Regions from separate parts of the Danio rerio genome. Here region 1 is linked to region 2. A link is a contact called in public Micro-C data. All regions are on one chromosome and are shown on one strand. The core of a region is the stretch at or near the end of the contact, and the rest is flanking DNA. Distances in the headings are between cores, read along the strand shown. Region 1 overlaps ubash3ba (ubiquitin associated and SH3 domain containing Ba). Region 2 holds the start of usf1l (upstream transcription factor 1, like).

What was found. Hi-C and Micro-C count contacts between places; a contact is called where the count stands out from the background.
Region 1: a Micro-C map of caudal fin shows a contact between it and region 2, with 5 times the contacts expected there. The contact joins the enhancer-like site here to the promoter of usf1l in region 2. A contact is called at or near these places in 2 of 18 Hi-C or Micro-C datasets (caudal fin and hematopoietic stem cells) and 1 of 4 datasets of contacts at active chromatin or transcription factors (embryo).

What each region holds. Positions count from the first base shown.
Region 1 is chr5:30,492,439-30,499,803 of GRCz12tu, forward strand. It overlaps ubash3ba (ubiquitin associated and SH3 domain containing Ba), which reads left to right. Exons shown (of 14, transcript XM_001923850.8): 2 at 5,581-5,634. Among named protein-coding and RNA genes, the nearest start is that of ubash3ba, 30 kb to the left of the region's middle. Within about 2 kb of position 5,808, at least 11 of the 62 cell types and tissues checked have an H3K27ac peak or open chromatin away from gene starts, as enhancers often do. A contact at or near this core is called in caudal fin, where this site is marked.
Region 2 is chr5:30,413,496-30,420,541 of GRCz12tu, forward strand. usf1l (upstream transcription factor 1, like) reads left to right here and starts at 4,953. Exons shown (of 11, transcript NM_213194.1): 1 at 4,953-5,006; 2 at 5,464-5,525; 3 at 5,690-5,736. The coding sequence starts at 5,521. It overlaps thy1 (Thy-1 cell surface antigen), which reads left to right and starts at 2,933. Exons shown (of 4, transcript NM_001313770.1): 1 at 2,933-3,036; 2 at 3,731-3,794; 3 at 3,925-4,248; 4 at 4,470-4,833. The coding sequence starts at 3,755. The coding sequence ends at 4,570.

The DNA.
Region 1 (7,365 bases), core at 4,558-7,057, 80 kb after region 2:
AATTTTTTTTTTTTAACAATCATACAAGTCTTTAACAGGTCCACCCTGTTCTTTAACTCCAGTCCTACTTCGAATGTCTTCAGTTGGTATTTCCTTAACAAAAGATTCTGTTGTAATTCCTTTACATATTAACTTGCATATAAACAAAAAGTTTCCTTGTGGTGTTTTTTGCGTTTTAAAGGGGATTTTGCTGCTATAACAATACACATCTTGTACAGTTACTTGACACCCCCTTTTTGTACATTTTTATAAAACACACCTCGTGTGATTGAAGCAATCTTTCTGCACTGGGATATTTAAAAGGGACTATCTTTTATTTTATTTTTAGACTCTCACAACCAATGATACATATGTGAATGCGTGACTGCACAGGCATCTGAACTTGATCATGCATGTATGAAAGTCTGAATATGTGTCTCACCATGCTTGGATGTCATAAACTATGCCATATGGTGTGTGTGTTCATGTCCGGAGTTTGTGTGTGCGTGTGATTATCCAGTCTTTGAACACAGTTTGGCAATACATACAGTACATGGTTCCTCATACGCTTTTAGCTTGTGAATGTATACATGGCATGTGTGGATCTTTGCAGTGTTTTTGGGGGTAATTGTGCATATATGTTTATACATTCATAGCCATATGGCCGTGCATCATGGGCTTCCCCATCCCAGCATGCTTTGTGGCTCTGGGCCCTGAGGGCTAGCTGGCTTGATGACCATATTCTCTGGGAAGCCTAACTAAATATAGAGTAATTGAGCGCTGTGCGGAGACTGTGAACTGGATTACTACACACAAAAATGCATACACTGGTGACTTTTGCAGTAATTATTTATTTTTTTTAAATATAACCAAGGATGCTAAATGCATGAAAAAGTAGCGCATGAATATAATCCTGAACATGAAACGATGTATAAATGTAAATATGATAAATATGTACTGTATCTATTGCAAATTACAAATTCTGAGCTACACTTGTCTACCACAAAATGATTTGATTTATTTTGTTGAAGTGAAGGTCGGGCTTGTGAAGAAACTGCAGGGCCGTTTGTGTAGTGGTGAATTGGGTAATTTAATCGTAGCAGTGTGAAAATAAATATGAATAATCATAAATAAATTTGAACACTCATACATTTAGACATTTAACATTACTCTAATTTTGTATGTGTGTGTATATGTAAATGTATGTGTATACACTCATCGGCCTCTTTATTATGTACACCTGTCCAACAGCTAGTTTACGCAATTTTTCTAATCAGTCAGTCACATGGCAGCAAGTCAATGCATTTAGGTTTTTCAGACATGGTCAAGATGATCTGCTGCAGTTCAAATCGAGCATCAGAATGGGAAAGAAAGGTGATTTAAGTGACTTTGAACGTGGCATGGTTGTTGGTGACAGACGAGCTGGTCTGAGTTTTTCGTAAACTGCTGATCTACTGGGATTTTCATGCACAGCCATCTCTAGGGTTTACAGAGCATGTTGCGAACAAGAGAAAATATCCAGTGAGAGGCAATTCTGGGAGCACAAATGCCTTGTTGATGGCACAGGGGAATGGCCAGACTGGTTCGAGCTGATAGAAAGGCAACAATAACTCAAATAACCACTTGTTACAACTGAGCTATGCGGAAGAGCATCTCTGAATGCACAACATGTCAAACCGTGAGGCGGAGGGGCTACAGCAGCAGAAAACCACACCGGGGTGCCACTTGTGTCAGCTACGAACAGGAAACTGAGGCTACAATTCCCAAAGGCTCTCTAAAATTGGACAAAAGAAGATTGGAAAAATGTTGCCTGGTCTGATGAGTCTCGACTTCTGCTGCAATATTCAGATGGTAGAGTCAGAATTTTGGGTTAACAACATGAAAGCATGGATCCATCCTGCCTTGTATCAACGGTTCAGGCTGCTGGTGGTGGTGTAATAGTGTGGGGGATATTTTCTTGGCACACTAGTACCAATTGAGCATCATGCCAACGCCACAGCATACCTCAGTATTGTACCTCATGTCCATCCCTTTATTACCACAATGTACCCATCTTCTGAAGGCTGCTTCCACACCATGTCATAAAGCGTGAATCATCTCAGACTGGTTTCTTGAACATGCCAATTAGTTCACTGTTCACAAATGGCCTCCACAATTACCAGATCTCAATCCAATAGAGCATTTTTGCCATGTGGTGGAACGGGAGATTCTGCAGCATCTTTGTGATGCTATTATGTCAATATGGATCAAAATCTCGAAGGAATATTTCCAGTACCTTATTGAATCTATGCCACAAGTGTTGATGCAGTTCTGAAGGTAAAAGTGGGTCTAACCCTGTACTAGTTAGGTGTACCTAATATAATGGCCAGTGAGAGTATGTTTATGTATATTTGTGTTTTTATATTGTGTATATGAATTATTTGTATTAAAAGTTTGAGGCAAAGTTTCTGACATTTGAAACGAGTAAAAAAAATGGATTGAATCAACTGTTTTCTGTAAGATCATGCGACACTGAAGACTGGATAAAAGAGCCTTAAAAATGCTCAGTTTTGTCATCACGTTACCTTTAAAAAAAACACAACCTATAATATAGTTTTATTACCATATTGTCCTATACCTACTACTTTTCAACTGTTATTTATACTTTATTATACTTTTATGATGCAGACTCTTTAACATTTGCAACAACAAGCAGAATTGGATCCAGTAAACATTAAGGTTTGTTTGCTTGTGATGCTTTGATACAGTACATTGTCTGATAAGTATAGTGTGATCAGCAAAGGCTTCCTGTACTTTGAACAATCCGCATAATCTGCATTTCCCTGATCTCTGACGTGTGACTTCTCTGTTCTTGAGTCTTGTCATTGCCTTTTTTGTTAGGTGTGAGAAAAGCACGTCTATAGCCTCGTAGTCAAATGTCACTCTGGTTCATTCGTAGTATTTCCCATATCAGTTTGTGAATCACTTTTTCCGATCCTGAGCTAGTGGAAACTGAATGTCGGCGGTCACGTGAGACTGAATGCGTCTCCACAGCAGTTTGTATTTCCACTAAATACTCATCACTTATCAAAAAACTCAGCTTTTTGTAATTTAGTTTGTTTGTTTTTTCTGCTTTCTTCAAACCTCAGGCTGCGTTTTCAGTTTGACTGCAAGTTTTCAGACAGATCCGTTTCCCCTGAGAGTCAGTCAGACTGTGTGATTTTTAGAGCTTTTATAAAAAGACACTAATTAGATTTAGAGGATAATTTAATTGGCTCATGAAAAAAAAAGCCTTCGAGATGTCAGCTGACACACGAGGAAATGACATAGTGCGTTTAGCGTGACCTTAGATTGGATTAGATGTCGTTTTGCAGTATAGATGTGAACCGAGGAAATATTATCATCCTACACATGAGAAGATTATGTAATTATCCCCACCAATAATGGACTTCTTCAAGCTGTGTGTGTGCGCGCATGAAATAGAGAGGCCTTGCACAAATAAAAGGGGGTCTGACTGTGACTTTGTGAAATTATTGTTCTGTATAGGTGTCAGATAGCTTTTAATTACGCCTTTGAGTTCTGTATGATGAAAAACCAAGAATAAAGGAGAACTCAAGACAGAGAGGAGACTGTGGGGAGCGTTTTATGAACTGAGAGAGACAGCGACATTTCCTTTTTCATCACAGTTTTCAAACCACAGACCAAGAGATATTATTTTCCACACTGATCTTTTTAAGGCAGACACCTGCTAAATGAGTCGGGCTGGGTGTACATTTGTGAAATGCAGTGGTGGTAAATTTAGAGGGTGTTTCTTTCACTCCTGAAATATAGCATACACTCAAAAAAAAAAAAAAAAAAAGATTACTGCTGCTTGTCTCAACTACTTATTTAAAATGAGATACAACAACACAATTCTTGTCATTTCTTTGGTCAATTTATTTGTTTTATGTTCGGTCCACTTAAATTTGTAAACCAATAAGTTCACTTAAGCGTTTTGTGTTGGTCCAACTTCTGGGTTAGGGGATTTGTAGTTTGTTGTGGGATTGATTTAAGAGAGGGAAATGTTGACAATAAAAGTAATATAAGGTGTTGAAAGTTAATACAACGACTTGTAAGAGTTTAATCTTCACTTTATTTCGAAGATTTTGAAGATTTTTATGTAATGCTTTGAGTTTTGAGATTACCACCTTGCTAAAGCGCCCATGCTTCGGGTGTTGGCAGCTTAATTTACACAAAATTGGTTTGTTGCTTTGCTCAGTGAGCAATAACTGTCCTAAAATGCGTCTCAATCAACTGTAACTCATGAAATATGCTTAAAATGGCTGTTTTAGTTCATTAAGGATAACTTTAAATAAAACTAAGAGACTTTGAAATGTTCAACACATAGTAGACATGCATGATATTATCAGACCTTTGAGTTTAAGTAAAAATAAAAACTATAAAATAAACTTTTATTTGATAAAATCATGTTGGATCGACTCGATTGCATTTAATTGTGTAAATAGTCTTTTAGCTGTTGCTAAATAAATTTATTAAATTTAAATAGATTTTGTCCAATGAGTTATTTTTTTAAGTTAAGTGTATATTATGTACCGTTTAAACTTAATTAGGTCGGTGTGCTTTTTTAAAAAGGTTCACTTCACCAAACCTGCATTTATCTGCAATGAAACAATAAAAAAACATTAAATATTATTATTATTATTATTATTTAATTACAAATGTTTATTTGTGTTAGACAAAATGGTAAGAAAACGTTCATGTGACTTGATCAGAAAAATTTATTATTTTAAATAAGTGTTTAAGAAAAATATTACAGATTGAATTTTTTTTCAGTTATTGTAACATTACGATTTCTGTAGGTACCCTTTTAAAAAAATTACTTCTTGTATTTATCAATATAAATTTGTCAATACATTTTTAGATTTTTAGGTATTTTATTTTTTGTTATTTATATTTTATTTTTATATTTTTAAATAAAAATGATAGGTGACAGTAAACTAATTTGGCACACATAATTTTTTTTTATTGTTGTTTTGTATTAAATTTAAAAAATATTATATTTATTAAAATACATATTGTATACATAATAAAAAATATTCCTATTTATAGATAATTGTACTTTCTTCGTGCGATAAAGATCTCTATATCTAATACCTAAACTTTTGAGGAATATTACTCATCCTTTTATTGCTCCCAGTGTATGCTTCAACTCTTATAGGTTGCTTTGGCTCATATGACCCTCTTTAAAATAATCTGCAAAAGTAAGCCTCTTTAATATTCATAAATGTCCATAAATAAGTGATTATCCAGCTTTCCCAGTGATGTTCAGGAGACGGTCTAGACTCTTATCACAGAGCTTGCTTAGCCTGCATAAGTGTGATTTCATGCACGATAAACCATATATTCTTAAACCGAGATGTGGACTACTGAGGAACATCTCTGAGAAATCAGATCTCTGAGAAAACTCCTTAGCACTAATGTACTGATAAACATCCTCCGGAAAGAAGGCCATTGATTTTGTGACCAGTACAGCAATTGAGCTGATCTCTCTCTCTCTCTCTCTCTCTCTCTCTCTCTCTCTCTCTCTCTCTCTCTCTCTCTCTCTCTCTCTCTCTGTTACAGGCTAAAAGCTCTGGTTTCGACTGGGGGCAGAAATGTACAAGCAGCCTGTGACTGGTGAGTTTTGCATGTGCACACACACCCACACACAGACACGTATGCACATGAACCATGTTGTGCCCTGAGCCACACACACTCTCTCTGAGCTTTAAAATGGTAATGCGTTTTATTCTAGAATCATTACATTAGACCTGATCACTTATACAGATGAAATCAGCTTCACGTTGTAATGGTTTACTGCTGCCCTCTGGCGGTGGGGAATTGGAAATGTGTTTACAGCTGATCTGTTTAAGGGATGGTACACTCCAAAACGAAAAAGCTCCCAATATGTACACATCATTACATTTAACTGAGTGGTTATACGCCTTTATTGGTTTCTTTCTTCTGTTGAACACAAAAGAAGATATTTTGAAGCTGGAAACTTGTAACCATTGGCATTCAGACACTATAGAAGTGTCAGCTTTTCTCGAGAGGAAAGAAAGCCATACAGGCTTGGATCAAGTAAAGCATGTTAGAGATAAAATAATTTTCATTTTTGGTAGAACTCTTCCTATAAAAAAAAAAGATATGTGCTTGAGTTCCACTGAAGTTGAAAAGGGTAAAAGACAACCAACAAACTACTAGTTATCATAAAAAAAAATATTATTTGGTATTTAAAACATTTCATATACAAAATGCTTATATATGCTAGTGATCAATTATTTAGGTAAATCTGCACTAATTTGCATACATTTCTAGCACAAAAATCTGAACATTGGATTAAGTCAGGTTTAAACTTTAAACCTGACTTTTTAGGTCTTTTTAGGTCACAGTTTTTTTTAATTTTTTGTTGTTGAAACGTTCGAGTCAAAAGTTTCTAAAGAAGGTTATCTTTCTTTCTCATCACTCCATAATTAGAAAAAAATTCTAGCCAGAAATAAACACCTTTGTAGAATCAAATATCCCTCATGAATAACCTTCAGAATATAAATGAGTTAAACTGCTGCTGTAAGTGCTGCTGAAGTGGAGATTTAAGGCTTAGTACATGGGGAAAAACTTCACAAAATTTTCCCAATCCCAATTTTACCCCTTAGCCCTTTTCCTTAACCAATTCCCAATTTGAAGGTGTAGGGCTAAGGGGAAGGGCTAGATAGCCCTTGAAACAGAGATGTGTCAGGACCCCACTCGAAACCAAGGAGCATGAACATTTCCCAGAATACACCAACGGCTGCAAACGGAAGTCAGGAGATCCACAAATTAGTATTTTTGTCACTATTACAAATTTTTACAACGAACAAACCACCATGCTTTAAAAAACAACAACACCAAAATAAAAACGCTAGATAATTTCACTATTTATAATGCATAATCATAACTCCTGTACAGTAGTCCCACATCATTCTGTCACTCGATGACACTCGAATACCCTGTCAGAAAAGTCTAGTGGCTGGGAATGAGCTTTTTCACAGTGTCCGCTAAATGTTATGTTTTATTAGTGTGTTTACATAGATGAATATGGAAACTGTGTATATGCACAGTATAGTTATGATCTTATTGCCACATTATATCATTATGATAACATGATATTGTTGCCTTCAGTGATTTCCTGAAGAAAAATAACAAAAAATAACGTAACTGGTATAACTACAGCAGTCGTCATCATCGATCCCATATGAAGTAAGAGATTGCAATGATGACCTATGAAGACGTGTAGGTGCTGTTGTGGTGTCCCATTTCCTAGGGATTAAATTTGAAGGGGTATGGGTAAAAAATTTAATTGGGATCAGTGTTGGGTTACTTTTAAAAAGT
Region 2 (7,046 bases), core at 3,703-6,202:
TACTTTTTTCTTCATGAATGTCTGATCTTTATTAATCTTAAAATAAATTAAGATTTTTTTGGTTATAGAAGGTAAAGCCCTAGAACACACCTATTTGATATGCAATTACAACAGACCAGTGGTAGTTCAGAAATGTTGGAGCTGAAGCAAACTAAAACGAATCAAACTCCATCTGATATTGTATAAAAAACATCACACCAGCTTGATCTTCAAGTTCATTCATTTTCTCTTAGCTTGCCATATTTATCAGGGGTTCCCACAATGGAATGAACCGCCAACTATTCTCTCATATGTTTTAGCCAGTGGATGCCCTTCCAGCTGCAACCTAGTACTGGAAAGTTCTTTAAATTTGCTTTTAGCTGTTGATACCTTAAATCTTAAATTTGTTTAAAATTTGTGGGGGCTCGTCCGGGATCACAGTACATTTGAAGTATTATCATAATATCTTCTTTGCTTTTACCAATATTACCGACCCCAAACCTTTGAAATGTAATGTATTAATATACAATAGTTTAATCAAAACATTTCCAGTCAAAATGATTCTTTTTTGTGTGTGTGTGTAATGAAGAGATCATTTATAGTCAGATGAATGCAGCATGATTGTCAATTGCATTGAATTCTAATGAAAAATTTGCATAAATGTATCCGCAGAAGCTTGAGACGATCAGCCATTCAGCATATCTTTACCCTACAGTATTCTCTGTTATAAGAAATATACATTATTATTTTAATATATGGCATAGGATCTTTATATTCAACTGTGTGCTTCCTTCAAAACAAGTCATAGTAGCTCAAAAAGATGTTATACTTTTTATTCCTGACATTTTTGTAATCTTTATAGAAACAACTGAGTGAAATCCGTAATCTGTAATCTCATTGGTCAGTTGGCTGGTTTATTGATCCTTGCAATTTGTCCAGTACAAAATGCATTGCACTACCTGATCATTGTCTGTTTATCACCTTTATAAGGACAACTCTGTTTGAAGGACATCACCACTGATGACATATTAAATTTCAACGCTCACACATGATGCAACTGAATATCCTGTACAACAGCTGAAGGACTTTTTTCAGTAACGTTTCAAGGAGAAGAACAACACAGACCTAGAACAGTACACAAGTGCATAAGAATGAGTCTAGCTCAATAACTATTCTGATGAACACTTACATATATTTATATGTGTCTTCCATTATGCTTGCATGCACAGTGCAGATGCTGTAAGTACACGTTTAATTGCACTGTACTGTTTAGCTGCTCTTGCACATGCTTTTTTGCACCAACTTTAAGTGCCTTAAGTTGACTTAAGGTATAATCTGTGCTTTTGCAATGTAGTGCTTTGTTTCATTTTTGACCATAGTGACTCACAAAGACTGCGTAGCAATATGTTCAAGCACTAACACGCACATTTCACACACTAATTGTCTTTGTACTCTCTTCTTTTACTGTATCTTTCCATCACTTTGTCTTATCATTTAAAGGATCTACTGAGAAATGTCACAGAAAACAATAAAGGAATGTAGAGTGTAACCTGTGCAGATCTTTTTACTTACAGCAACATAGATTTGAGATTATTTGTTTGAATCAGTTACAGTTATTCTTGAATAGATAAAATAGATAAAAACAGAGATTATGCATGTCTCAAGTGTGCTTTATAGGACTTCTTGGAGTTTTCAATGCTGAGAGCCTCAAATATGATGACTTTCTTAAACGGGTCAGCAATCTCAGTCCTGGAGGGCCTGTGTACCTGCAGAGTTACGAACAATGAAAAATTAATAAAGTGTAAAGCATGTTCATCATCATTTATTTGTAATCTGTGCAAGGTATATCAAATAATTTGCTTTTAAGCTCTATAAATAATTAAAAAGATGACTTGCACAAAAAAGTATTACAAAGGCCTATTAAAGGGACAGATCACCAAACTGAAAATTATGCCATTATTTACCAACTCTTAACTTGCTCCAAACCTGTGTGAGTTTCTTCTGTTTAACACAAAAGAAGATATTTTAAACAAAGCTTGAAACCTGTAACCACTGACTTCCTCTTTGTTTTTCCTACTATGGCAGTCAATGGTTAAAGGTTTTCAGGTTTCTTCAAAATATCTTCATATTGTGTTCATCAGAATAAAGAAACTTGAAAAGGTTTGGAACCACTGGACGGGGAGTAAATTGTGAGTATTTTTATCAAACTGTCCTTTAATTGTTAAACTTCATCCCAAAATGAAAATTAAGCCATAATTTCCTTAACCTCAAGCTATGTGTACAGTACACACCTTCACAATTGGGGCTGTATTAAATAATATCCTGGCTCTTCCCAACTTGTGAATGACAGTGAATGATACAAATGATTTTGAAACTCTTAAAAGCACAACCAGTCATTCTATAAGTAATCTGACTTAAGTGTGTTAATGAATGCTTTCGTAAAGCGATTCGATTTCCCAGAAAAAAAATACATATAAAACTTTCTAACCTGTAGCGAGGAGAAAGACCAAGGACATTATTTAATAAAATGTATATTCTGTTTTGTCCAAGAAGAAAATCATACATGACTTGGGAGAGATTGTGTTGGCTTGGTGTTTAGTTGAAATATTCCTTTAAATGCATGCTTGTAAACAACATCAATAATGTAGACAACATTATAATCAAACGGATGGCTTTTAACGTATTTTTATTCATTTGAACTACTTCTGTAACCCAGTCCAAAATCAACCTTGTAATACTTTTTTCAAGTGAACAGTAAAAAAGTGAGGCTTATTTAAAGCGTGTGGCGATTTTTTTAAACAAAGTTGCTCAACAAAGAAGCCCGGGTTATTTTCTAATTGCTATCTTGTTGATTTCTTGAATTGTAACTCGTACACAAGTTTCAGCTGGTCGTAATGGGCAGGTCGTCGTCATTTTTTCTAATGACAAGGCGTGATGTAGCTTAAGTGGGCGTGCAGCCTCCCCTTACTTAATCTCTGCCTTCCTGAAGGGATCACTACTGAGGGTATTGTGTCTATAACGCAACATCTCTAGCATTCTTGAGCAAAGAAGGATAAGGTAAGAACTGCATCAGTCTAATTAGCTTTCTTTTGTAACGTGTATTGACATCAATCTCAAAGACGCCACTAAAACTGGTACGTGTAGCGATCAAACACAATAAATGTGTTTGCTATCTTGACTTATGTTCCTAACGCCAGAAAATGCATTTATGTTTAAACGATACACTTTATTGCTTTAAATGAAAGAGGAAAGACGTGTTTAAATGGGTCTCTAGGGCTTCCTAACTACTTTTAGATTACTGCAGAAGCGCGAGGCATTTTTCCCCCCAAAGGTTTCAGAAGAATCACAAGTTCAGTTTTAAGAAAAGATTCATATGTAGGGGAGTTCTTCGGGCATCAGTGTTATCATTGACCTTAAGTCAAGGGGTCATTAAGGTGGGGTCCATGCATATTGTGCGTTAATTGTGTATTTAAATGTATTAGTAGCCTACTTGTGTAGAAATGGATATGGAATGTGTTAAAATACAGATTTTTGTTTGTTTGCTTGTCATGACCACACCCATATTTGCCACAACTATGGCAGTCTGGACCCTGCCAGGAATAACTTTTTATCCCCTTTTAAACTTCGCACATGCATCTAATTTGCTTTAAGCCCTTTAACCACATCTCCTAAGCTTTCTGTACATTATGCAGTATTGACGTAATCGGTTCAATTATTGTGTATTGCCTAACATGTCATCTTTTGGCTTCAGGTTTTGCTGTGCACCGTGATCAGGATGTTGTGCTACACTGCCTTTGCCACTCTCTTTTTACTTGGTAAATTTCAATAAAGGAACATTATTATTATTATTAGCATTATTATTTGAGTGTCTGTTTTGTACCAGTATTCCTAAAAGGTTACACCTCAAAACTAAGCTGTGTTATGATTGTTTTTTTTTTTTTTTAGGTGTTGTTACTGCCCAGACATCCCTTAGGATTACATCCTGCTTGACTAAAGACCAAAACCTTCAAATGTCCTGCACCTTCACTCCAGCTCCAGACACCAAGCTCTCAAAAACATGCTACTACATGACTGACAATAAATTGATTGGCAGTACCAACAGCAGCAGCACACCAGACAGCACGTTCAGGAACCGTGCCAATGTCACCATTACTGATAACAAGTGTGACCTGTATTTGAAGGGTTTACCAGATAGCAAACCTGCAAACTACACTTGCTTTATCAGACAGACTGCCTCACCGGTGTCAATCATTCAAACTGTGGACAAGAGTAAGAGCAAACTTTAACTTGGTGTCTTTTATTATTATTATTATTATTATTATTAGTAGTAGTAGTAGTAGTAGTAGTAGTAGTAGTAGAGTGTGTAACTTCCATAAATGCTAAATATCATAATCACTTGGAACTGACAAGCAAGTTCCTCTGTTGCATGGAAATGAATGTGACTGGCAGATGGTGATCAGGCTGATGTTCTTCTTTTTACTTCCTCCCAGGTAAGCTTCAGACCTGTTCAGCGTGGAGTGTTTTGCAACACAGTGGAGTAGCGTTCCTGTTGGCCTTCCTCACTTTCCCACTGTTGTCAGAGCTTCTGTGAGCATGAATTGGATCTCCTGAAATAACTCTACTCCCACAAAACTTATTCTCAATCCTCTATCTTGCAGAAGTTTCATATAATTCTGAAATCCAAAGTCTTCTGACTGTTTTAATTTGTGTGTGTACACTGGTTCAGGTTGTGCTGATGTCAAACACTGTTATATCATGCATGTCCTTTTTAAATAACATGTGCTGTTGTAAATGTGAACCAAATGCTTGGCATTGTTTTAATTATTCTGAAATAAAATATTATTGTACTCCCTATTGGTGTGGTGAAGAGTCAAGTCATAAACATGCCCTTATAAACCCTACTCGACACACTGGCACAACAGTGAGGCTGATGGCGCCCTCTAGTGCTAACATTTAAGCTTTAAAGGTTGCGGCACATGCGCAAGAGTGCCTCTGTCTCTTGAATGTTTGCTGCCAAAGACAAACGGGTAACTCGTATTAGATGTTAACCAGGTTATTGTTTTATTCATTTTGGTGGGCACGACACCGTAATTACTCTTGTAGATGGGTTTTAGCTCAACTTTTTTTGCGAGTTGTTTGCATTTCTCTTTGTTTACCTGGCGTTAGCTTGTATGCTAAATGCGGCGGTGTGTTGGTAGTTAATCGTGACTAATTCTTGTGCTGCTGATATAATTAACCTCGCATCTATGTGCAGAAAGTGGCTTATGGAGAACTTGTATCTTTATCAGTTAGGATGGTGCGCTTTTTATAGCTTTGCATGAGGTTTGTCAACGTTTTGGTAGTATGGTGGGACTTTTAACGCAGCGGCGTAAAAATACTAACGTTAACTTATGTCGACGCCACACCTGCTTTGCTTTTTTTAATATTCGTTTGTATCATGCGTTAGTTGCAAACATTGAATATTATTGTCCATTTTTTTTACAGTGGATTTTTACGTTTGAGGTCATCAGCTGAACCACAGATCAATATTTGCTCACAAATATGACGTAAGTTTCTAAATATCAAACTTGAGGCACTGTTTATTTTTTTAACACTCCTAAAGTTATGTTTACATTGTTGTATAAACATGTACCTTAAGCTTGCTTATGTAAATTTAATGAAACTATAATAATATATGCATAATCTTCTTTCTTTAAAAAAAAAAAAAAAGAAAACGGAAGGGTTCTGATCCTGAAGATTCTCCTATACTGCAGGACGGTGAGATGAAATTTAATAATTTTTGTCATTTAGTGTTTTGTTTTGTTTTGTTTAGGAATATTAACAAACATGTTTGGGTAGGGCTCTTTAGTTTCGATTTAACTGTGACCGATTGCAGTCTGTGTAGCACCATCTAGTGCTAAACCGAGTGTGTGTAAACACATGAACCAAATGGCTTTTGACAGCCTGCCAAAAAAAGTAAATTTTCATTTATTTCATTGCCACCTTATTTAAAATTTGTCAAATTTCATTAGTTTGAAACGAGTAAATTCTGGCAATAAGTGGTTAAACTAATGAAAGTTATGTCGTGTTCTAGATTGATTTAGTTAAATATTGAATCAGTTAAATTCTAAATCAGTGTTTCACAAACTGTCAGATGAGACACAACTGCTTGTTCTCCAAGTTATATGCAGTTTAACCAGCAGTAGATTCTTGTGAGGGAACAAACTTGTAACACTTTATAATACTCTAGATGTGAGCTCATAAAAATAATAAATTACCTTTTTTTTTTTTTTTTTTTGCAATAGACATAATTCATATGTAATTTACTGACGGAAAATCCCCTTTTTTTTATAAATTTAGAATCAAAAAAATTACTAGTCATCAAATTAAAATCAACTGTAGGATCTGTAAAGTTTTATTGGTACATTTCATTAAGCCTCAAATACTGTTACTGTAAACTTTACTGTGGCCAATTGGGGTGATTTGTTCTGCCGCACACTAGATTTACAAAATGTATATCATACTACACACTTAAGACAAACTTTTAACGGCATTAATATGACTAAACAGCTACTACCTCTTCCCATTAAAATTCAGCAAATCAATCGCACAAGGAACAAATGAAAATTTAAATCTGTTGGTCCTTGCCAAAGAGACCCTTTACCGAGATCCTGAGGGAAGTATTTGAAATGAATCAAAAAGAGGATGGACTATATCAGATGTAATCTGGGCTGTGTTTAACACCTGGCTTTCATACAACTAGCATAACCCTGGTGCTTTAACACCTTATACTTTGCTGCAGGTATTTGAAACTTTAGACATTGAGTTCTTCTGTTTTACTTTTATAGAAGCAAACCAACAAATCAATTTTAAATGGATCCTATATATCTATAAATATAAATCTTCGCTAATTTCCGCAGACAATAAAGTCTTTGTTGTCCTGTCCTACTAGTCTTTCCATGTTTTCATTAAAATTTAAATTATCAATAATAGTACCTATGTACCTATAACTTTCCACTAATTCAATCTGGTGGTTATCAACCATAGTATCTAAAACTACGTCCTGTTTCCACCGCAAGGTCTTTTTT